Regions from separate parts of the Mus musculus genome. Here all the other regions are linked to region 1. The links are chromatin contacts, called in public HiChIP or PLAC-seq maps. All regions are on one chromosome and are shown on one strand. The core of a region is the stretch at or near the end of the contact, and the rest is flanking DNA. Distances in the headings are between cores, read along the strand shown. Region 1 overlaps Wnt5b (wingless-type MMTV integration site family, member 5B). Region 2 overlaps Erc1 (ELKS/RAB6-interacting/CAST family member 1). Region 3 overlaps Erc1 (ELKS/RAB6-interacting/CAST family member 1).

The links. HiChIP or PLAC-seq counts read pairs in DNA pulled down with a chosen protein or histone mark.
Region 2: a contact with region 1 is called in an H3K27ac HiChIP or PLAC-seq map of regulatory T cells, with 3 times the contacts expected there. The contact joins two enhancer-like sites. A contact is called at or near these places in 1 of 15 datasets of contacts at CTCF or cohesin (large pre-B cells), 33 of 484 Hi-C or Micro-C datasets (CD4 T cells, CD4 single positive thymocytes, CD8 T cells and 21 more), 9 of 115 datasets of contacts at active chromatin or transcription factors (CD4 single positive thymocytes, DN3 thymocytes, T-cell acute lymphoblastic leukemia and 6 more) and 3 of 9 other capture datasets (adipose tissue, liver and pancreatic islet).
Region 3: an H3K27ac HiChIP or PLAC-seq map of double positive thymocytes shows a contact between it and region 1, with 4 times the contacts expected there. The contact joins two enhancer-like sites. A contact is called at or near these places in 2 of 15 datasets of contacts at CTCF or cohesin (large pre-B cells and pro-B cells), 68 of 484 Hi-C or Micro-C datasets (the 63-12 cell line, the AML12 cell line, B cells and 42 more) and 9 of 115 datasets of contacts at active chromatin or transcription factors (the 230-238 cell line, T-cell acute lymphoblastic leukemia, astrocytes and 6 more).

The regions. Positions count from the first base shown.
Region 1 is chr6:119,498,242-119,500,748 of GRCm38.p6, reverse strand. All of the region lies in intron 1 of Wnt5b (wingless-type MMTV integration site family, member 5B), which reads left to right. Among named protein-coding and RNA genes, the nearest start is that of Gm30690, 19 kb to the left of the region's middle. Within about 2 kb of position 1,253, at least 83 of the 459 cell types and tissues checked have an H3K27ac peak or open chromatin away from gene starts, as enhancers often do. A contact at or near this core is called in the P5424 cell line, T-cell acute lymphoblastic leukemia, double positive thymocytes and 2 more, where this site is marked.
Region 2 is chr6:119,748,011-119,750,517 of GRCm38.p6, reverse strand. Erc1 (ELKS/RAB6-interacting/CAST family member 1) reads left to right here. Exons shown (of 21, transcript NM_053204.2): 12 at 540-680. Among named protein-coding and RNA genes, the nearest start is that of Erc1, 99 kb to the left of the region's middle. Within about 2 kb of position 1,252, at least 16 of the 459 cell types and tissues checked have an H3K27ac peak or open chromatin away from gene starts, as enhancers often do. A contact at or near this core is called in T-cell acute lymphoblastic leukemia, double positive thymocytes, memory CD8 T cells and 1 more, where this site is marked.
Region 3 is chr6:119,710,881-119,713,387 of GRCm38.p6, reverse strand. All of the region lies in intron 16 of Erc1 (ELKS/RAB6-interacting/CAST family member 1), which reads left to right. Among named protein-coding and RNA genes, the nearest start is that of Erc1, 140 kb to the left of the region's middle. Within about 2 kb of position 1,252, at least 20 of the 459 cell types and tissues checked have an H3K27ac peak or open chromatin away from gene starts, as enhancers often do. A contact at or near this core is called in the P5424 cell line, T-cell acute lymphoblastic leukemia and double positive thymocytes, where this site is marked.

The sequences.
Region 1 (2,507 bases), core at 4-2,503:
GAAAAAGGGATAACATTTGAAATGTAAATAAAGAAAATATCTAATTTTAAAAAAGGAAAAAAAAGAAAGGTGCGTGCAGTAGCCTGCTCTGTCCCCCTGCACTGAAGACATGCAGGTAGATCCTGGGGGCTCGCCAGCTGGCCAGTCAGGATGAGACAGTGAGCTCTAGGTTTGGTGAGATAGCCCATCTCAAAATTAATTAAGTAGTTAATTAAAAATAATGTGGAGTTGGGTGTGATCACTGTGCCTTTAGTCTCAGCACTTTCAAGACAGAGGCAGGGGGATCTCTTGTGAGTTTGAGGCCAGCCTGTCTCAAACACAAAAAAATAATGTGGAGAGCAATTGAGGAAGACACCAGATGTCAACAGCTGGCCTGCACATGCGCCAGCACACACACACACACACACACACACACACACACACACACCAAAACAAAACACTGTCACACATCTAAGAATTACCCATAACTCTCTCTTCCTGCCAGGCTGCAAGCATAGGAAACGGGCACTAAGGTTTGTTCACTGCTGTCCCCTCCCAGCTCAGAGGTACACGTCTTAGATGGACACTGCATAACCACCCATGATGACTGGGCACCTTCTGCACAGAGACAGAAGCACAAAAACAGCGAGTAGCCTCATACACCGTCTGGGGCACAGGATGACCCAGTGGCACTTTTATGGAGTTCCTTTGGGCCAGCCCTCAGAGGCAAGTTCCCCAATCAGACAGGGAGGGAATAGTTTCCCAGCTAGACACAACACATGCGTGGAGGGACACAGAAGACTGAGTGGTTGATTGTGGCCTGGTGAAGACTGGGATTTAGGAGGCTACAGTCCCTGAGGACACTGGAGGCTTGGAGCCTCCATCGTGAGGGGCTAGACTTTGCCAACTACCTTTAGATCCAACTGCATTTTTAGGAAGAAACGTCTAGGGATAAGTGGGTGGTGAACACTGTTCTCCCCAAATGCATATCTGGCGAGTGTGGGTCACTCAAAGACCACACTGGCAAAGTGGTGGGTCAGATGAAAATCTGTGTCCAGTTAAAAGTTGGTGTCGTGGTAGGCACCTGAGGGGGTGGGGACAGAGGACACGGCCACCCAGTTTTGTAAAAAGCTGAAGGAGGTTTCAGGGCCTTTCTCATTGATCCAGGAGCTTCAGGGAATTTAAAAACAAAGCATACAGCCGCATGCTTTGAAGTCCTGCCTCTTGCCTGTGCCTGCGTGAACAATTGGATGTGAGCAGGAAGCTTTGGGGGTGTGGCCTTGCCAGTGCACTGTCAGCAGAAGCTGCCTTGCCCTGCCTGGAAACCCTGCCTAGGCTTCAGCCTGGTCTTGTATAAGTTATGTAATATAACCGTTCCAAGACAGTTCTCGCTGTGCTATGGAGAGGTGGTGTAGGAATGCATTGGAAAAGTTAGGGGATTTTCCTCCCTCCTCCTCCTCCTCCTCCTCCTCCTCCTCCTCCTCCTCCTCCTCTTCCTCCTTTTCTTCTTCTTCTTCTTCTTCTTCTTCTTCTTCTTCTTCTTCTTCTTCTTCTTCTTCTTCTTCTTCTTCTTCTTCTTTTCTTCTTCTTCTTCTTTTCTTCTTCTTCTTCTTTTCTCCTTCTCCTCCTCCTCCTCCTCCTCTTCCTCTTCCTCCTCCTCCTTCTTTGTCTTTTATGAACTCAACACTGTATTTCCAAAGTAATTTTGGCTAGCAGTGACTAAACAAGCTACTCCTAAGCTAGCTGGGAAAGATCTAAATGCGTCCTCAGCCATCTCCGGCACATGCATCCCTGCTTGCCTTTAAAAGTCTGAGCAAACACGTGTGGATGGGCTGGACTCTAAGAACAATATTTTTACATGGGCTTATATGGACAGATAAACAAAGCCCCAAGGGAGGGAAAGAAAAGCGTCATTAAAACGGGAAGACGGATCTCCTGCAGGCATGTCCCACTTTAGCTTTGAAGGCTCAGGGTTCTGCTAGCGTTGAGCAAAAGAAATCTCGCACATCCGTCCTGTGTCTGTCCCCTCTGCAGAGTAGGTCTTGGGGCATGACTTAATGACAAGAGGAGGGGACACCAGTACAGTGCCACTGGGAGGTGCTCCTCCTCATTTGTCAGGGATAACCCAAAACTTCCTGCTGTTGCCACCCTCGGAAGAGCCCATCAGAAGCTCTTGAGGGCCTCTGAGCTTCCATGAGGCCTCTCTGGGTCAGGCCTCTCTGCCTTCTGTCTCTGCTGAGCCACATCTGATGGTCATAGGCACTCCAGAAGGCAGGTGGTTTATTTTGTTTTGTTTTGTTTCATTTTTTGAGACAGGGTCTTACAATGTACCTTTGACTGGTCTGGAATTTGCATAGTAGAACAGGCTGGCCTCAAGCTCTCCAAGATGTTCCTGCTCCTGCCAGGCGGATTCTCAGTAGGAGATCAGCACACAGGGGTGTGGGGGCGCTTATACTTTACCGAGGAAGCTAATGTGAGCTCCAGGGAACTGACTGAGCTTGGTTTCTGGGGAGCCATCGGAATGTGAT
Region 2 (2,507 bases), core at 3-2,502, 250 kb before region 1:
GAAAGTTTGTAGAAGTAAGTTTCTACAAGAACTTCCTGCTAAGAGAGGGAAAACATGCATGCTCAAATCAGTGTAGTTACTGAGTTTGGCTACTTCTGTTCTTAAAGCTCATTCCCCTTTACCTTGGGAGAATAAGTGCAGTGGGTTAGAGCCTTGTTCTGTTTTTGAGACAGGGCCTCCTGTAATTCAGGCTGGCCTTCAACTTCTGATCCTCCTGCCTCTACCTCCTGAGTTCTGCAGCTACAGGTGTGTTCTGTGCCTTGTTTATGTGTAGCTGGAGATTGAACCTAGGACGTAATGCCTACTAGGCAAACTCTTTACCTGAGTTTCATCCCCAGGCGTTTTTAGGACTCTTTATTAGTACTGAGGATCCACCTGCTTTTAACTGATATCTGAAAGCTAAGCCAGTGTCTGGAAGTTTTATAGTTCATGGATGTTCTTGAAATGGAAACGTCCAAATACTATGAATATATGTTAAAAAAATTAAATCCACATTTTATTTCACAGTATTTATTGTAACTATGCCTTGCTTCTTTTAGGCTTCTCTCTTGGATATCAAAGAGCATGCTTCTTCCCTGGCTTCCTCAGGACTCAAAAAGGACTCGCGGCTCAAGACCCTAGAAATTGCTCTTGAGCAGAAGAAGGAAGAGTGCCTAAAAATGGAGTCACAGTTGAAAAAGGTTGAAGAAAAAGTTACCATTATTGTTTTTCTTTACATAGGAACACTGTAGATAGCTCTGAGTGCCTTTTTTTTTTCTTTTTCTTTTTTTAAAGTTAAGGATTTATAGTGACAATATAGAATTTAGAGTTATTTTTATTTTTTATTGTTTTAAGGTATTGCAGTTATAACCAAATACCTAAGATAAACAGTACTGAAGTAGGAAAAGATTTATTTAGCTTTGTAGTTTGAAAAGTTACAGTCCAAGGTTAGATGATTCCAATGCTTCTAGTGTTTAGTGAGGCAGAACATCCTGGCCACCAGGAAAGCAGCAGATAGAAGCGAGGACAAAGTGTTCATCTCAGATCGTGTCCTTAGTGATCTGCTTCCTCTGCTGAGATCCCACCTCTCAGTCTGACCCCTCAGCGGTGCCATCACAGTGTGGTTCAGGGATTAACCCACAGATTTGGTCAGATGTGCTGTCTCGTTTCCAATCACCCCAGTAATGAACACTGGCACATCAAGCTTCAGCACACGGAGGAGGAAGACTTTGATCTCGGGGATGGGGTGGGGGTGGGGTGGCTTCTAGAAGGTTCCTGCAGACTGCGCTTTGCTGTTTCTCTTTCCCTTTGCTCATACCATTCTGTAGTTTTCAGTCACTCCAATTAGGCTAGACATTTGATAGTGAATTAACATCCTGGCTTGTTACTAGAATCATTTTTGAAGTCTGTGCTATTTTAACAGTTCCATAATACATATTGTACATTTTGATTACTGTCACCTTCTCTCCCATTTTCATTTTTTTTACATGCCCCCCAAGTCCCTTTCTTGAATTCAGCTTTTGTTGTTGTAATTGTTGCTGTTGTTTTTTGTTTCTTGTATGACACTGAGTTTAAAGCCAGGTGTCTTAGTTTACATTCTGTTGCTGTGATAAACACCTTGGCCACAAACAACATGAGGAGGAAAGGGTTTATTTCGAAAAGCTTACAGTTCACCATGATGAGCAATGAGGGCAGGAACTGAGGCAGAGGTTATGGAAGGATGGTTGATCTCCATGGCTTATTATACAACCATCTGCCCAGGGTGGCACTGCCCACATGGGGTGAGCCTCGCCACATCAAGAATTAGTTAATAAAGTACTCCATAGACTGTAGACAGCCTGATGGAGGCAATCTCTCAATTGAGATTTCTTCTTCCTAGACGCTTTTAACTTGTGTTAAGTTAATAAAAACAAACCAGCACAGCAGGGCTGTGTGACCATGGTTTGGTGTTAATGAGTGGAACATGTTGAGCTCATCAGTGCTGACCACAGTGTTTGCCACTCACCTGAAATCTATTCAGTAGATCATAGTATAGCAGGATGGACTAGGACCACATAGGACCCTCCACAATTCCCAGTTGACTGTTGACAGCAGTCCCATCTCCTGGAAGCCTACTGCTGTCAGCCACATGAGATCATGACTACATCATGCCCGCAAGGTAGCATTTTTCCTGCATATGTCTCACCCTTACATTCTTAATACCTTCTCTTCAGTTATGCTCCCTTAGCCCGAGAGGGAGTGGTATATGTTGTTGAGGGCTGAGCACTAAACCATCACCTTTTCTTAGTATCTTGAGCAACCATGAGTCTTTTGCATTTTGCCATTTCTCATTCCAAAGACAACATTATCTGATTAAGACAGAGAGTAATATACATGGGTATAATTATAGATATTTAGAAAGCAGCTTGGCACTATTTCAACTTAGCTAAAGACCAGCACTAAGTTACCCCTTAAATAATACTAAAACCCTAGTTGTTTTAATTGTGTTTATAGCATTAGAAATGTTAATACTTATTGTGTAGTGGGCC
Region 3 (2,507 bases), core at 3-2,502, 210 kb before region 1:
GCAAAACCCCAGCTTGGATGTGAATGAGAACATAAACATGTCTCAATTAGAAAATACTTTATTTTATATCATTTTTCAAGGAGCCTTTGCAGTTGTAGAGGTGATAGCAGCTCTGATCAGCATGTGTATAGGTGCGGTGGCACTCCACTGCCACACGGCCCTTGAGAGGTTCTGCTATTGCTGGCCATGGCCTTTGTTTCACTTGCTTCCACTTCTCTCCCAGGTCTCTGTATGCTTGCTTTTGACTCTATTAGATGAAGAATAAGTGAAGATGGGAGCTGTAAATTGAAGGAACAGTTTTAGTAAATGAACGCCGTAATCTTGGTTTACAGCTTGAAAATTTGACTTGAGGTTTTAAATCCACCTACCACAGATACCATAATACTTAATTTTTGTAGCACCCTATTCCTTGTAGCCCTTGTTTATGTGAGAGAATGATAAATACTATCTAGGTGTCTTAGGTTTCAATTTCTATGATAAAACACAATAACTAAAAGTAGCTTGGGTAAGAAAGGGTTTATTTCCGTTTGCATCCCAGTCCATCAGTGAGGGACTGCAGGTCAGGAACTCAGATGGGGTAGGGATCTGGAGGCAGGAGGCCCCTCCATGCAGGGGCCTGGAGGAGTGCTGCTTACTAGCTTCCATTCAGCTGGCTTGCTCAGCCTGCTTTGTTATATATAGCACCCCAGGTTCAAATGCCCAGGTGGCTGGGGCCTTCAATATCAAATAAGGAAATGCAAATTGGACTGATTTTCTGTTGAGGGTTACTCTTCTCAGGTGACTTAGCACATGTCAAATGGCCACACACCTAGTCCAAGACACTAGGTAAGTTCAGTGGCATAGATGTAGGAATCCCATGGGCTAGCCTCCCTCCTGAGAAGCTGCTGTTACTGGGAACTAAGGAAATCAAACTGTAAAAGAAGTGCCCACTTCAGGGCATATATACTATAGTAGGTACCTCATAGAGTCCATTTATAGCTGTGGTAGCTCAGTCATAGTCTTTAGTGCTGTTGTGTCCCTGAGTGTCTGACAGTATTTATAAGATTGGCTATATCAATGCCTGGAGCATATAAGTTTATAATTGTCCTAACTTTTTGACTGATCACTTTATTCATAATTAATGGCATTGTCTCTTTATTAATTTTGACTTGATGCCATCTCTTAGAAGCGTCTGACTTAGTTAGGGTTACTGTCTAGTGAGCCCCAGCATTCAGATCGTCTGACTCCTCCCAGCTTTGTTTTGCACCCCAGTTCTTGTGGTGAAGCTCAGATCCCTAGGCTAGCACTGCAGGTGCTCTGAGCATCCCAGCCCCGCCCTCTTCTCTTTGACTTTGTGTTAATGCCTTCCACCTGCAACTTTTGTCCAGCTAGCCTGACGTGCATGTTAGTAAGATCATATTCCACCTCTATGAACTAAACTTTATTTACTCCCTAGATATGTGATTCATTACTTGAAATATGATTTACAAAATGTACAGCTTAATCTTAAAACAAGGTACTGACAGTTACCGGTTATCTTTTGTCTGCCAACTCCCGAGATAAGTGCTTTGTTCACCCTATTGTTTAATCATCTAAACAGCACATCTGGGCAGAAAAACGAGCCTTTGTACTCACTGGTCCTCTCGTAGAACAGTACAGAATAGTTTCATTTCTTAGAGTACTAGATCTCTCTACTTGAAGCAGCATCCCTATTTGTAACAGTAGGATGTAGCCTACTTCTCTAGAACTTCTGTGACCTTTCAGGTCTGAGGCATGTGTCTTTATAGAGCTTTTGAATATTTCCTTTCACTTACCTCTGTTTTGTAACCTGTTATTCTTAGCTATTTATGTAATGTATAATAGGTATATTACTTGAAAATACACCCACTAATTTCTCTAGTAGAATATGAACTCCCTGGGCGCAGGAGGTATGTCTGTGTACTGTTATGGCTTTGGCAGTGACAACCTCCTGGGAAAACAGTGGCATTAAGTGAGCATCTAAGTGACATAATTCTATTTCATTAGTGAGGGAATGAGTGGAGTTTCAGCCTGACCTCTGACTGCATGCCTGAGGACTGCAGTCACTCTAGTAACTAAACATCCTGGAGGATAGTAATATTTCTATGATTTTGCAATAGTTATCAAAGCAGTATTTTAGAATATTGTATTCTCTGATTCAGCTAGTTTTTTATGCTGCATTTACTAAAGCTCTTCATCTGAACAGAATATCATAATTTCAGTTATATACTTAAATTCTTAGAATAGCTATTTTCAAGTAGTTTACATTCCTTAGTTCTTGATTTTTAAAAGATTATAGCTGGAAAGCACAAATAAAACCTACAAATCAATATTATCTTTACTCTAAGAGTAGGAAAGTATATGTCTCAACATCCTAGCCCCCTGTTGCTTGCTATTTTAGCTAAGGAAAGCTAGCATGCAAGACTCAGGTAACAGCTGGTTCTCAGTGGAAATAGGAAGTGGTTTGTAAAACACAAGTATGTATGAATTCAGAACTTTCAGAGCATTAT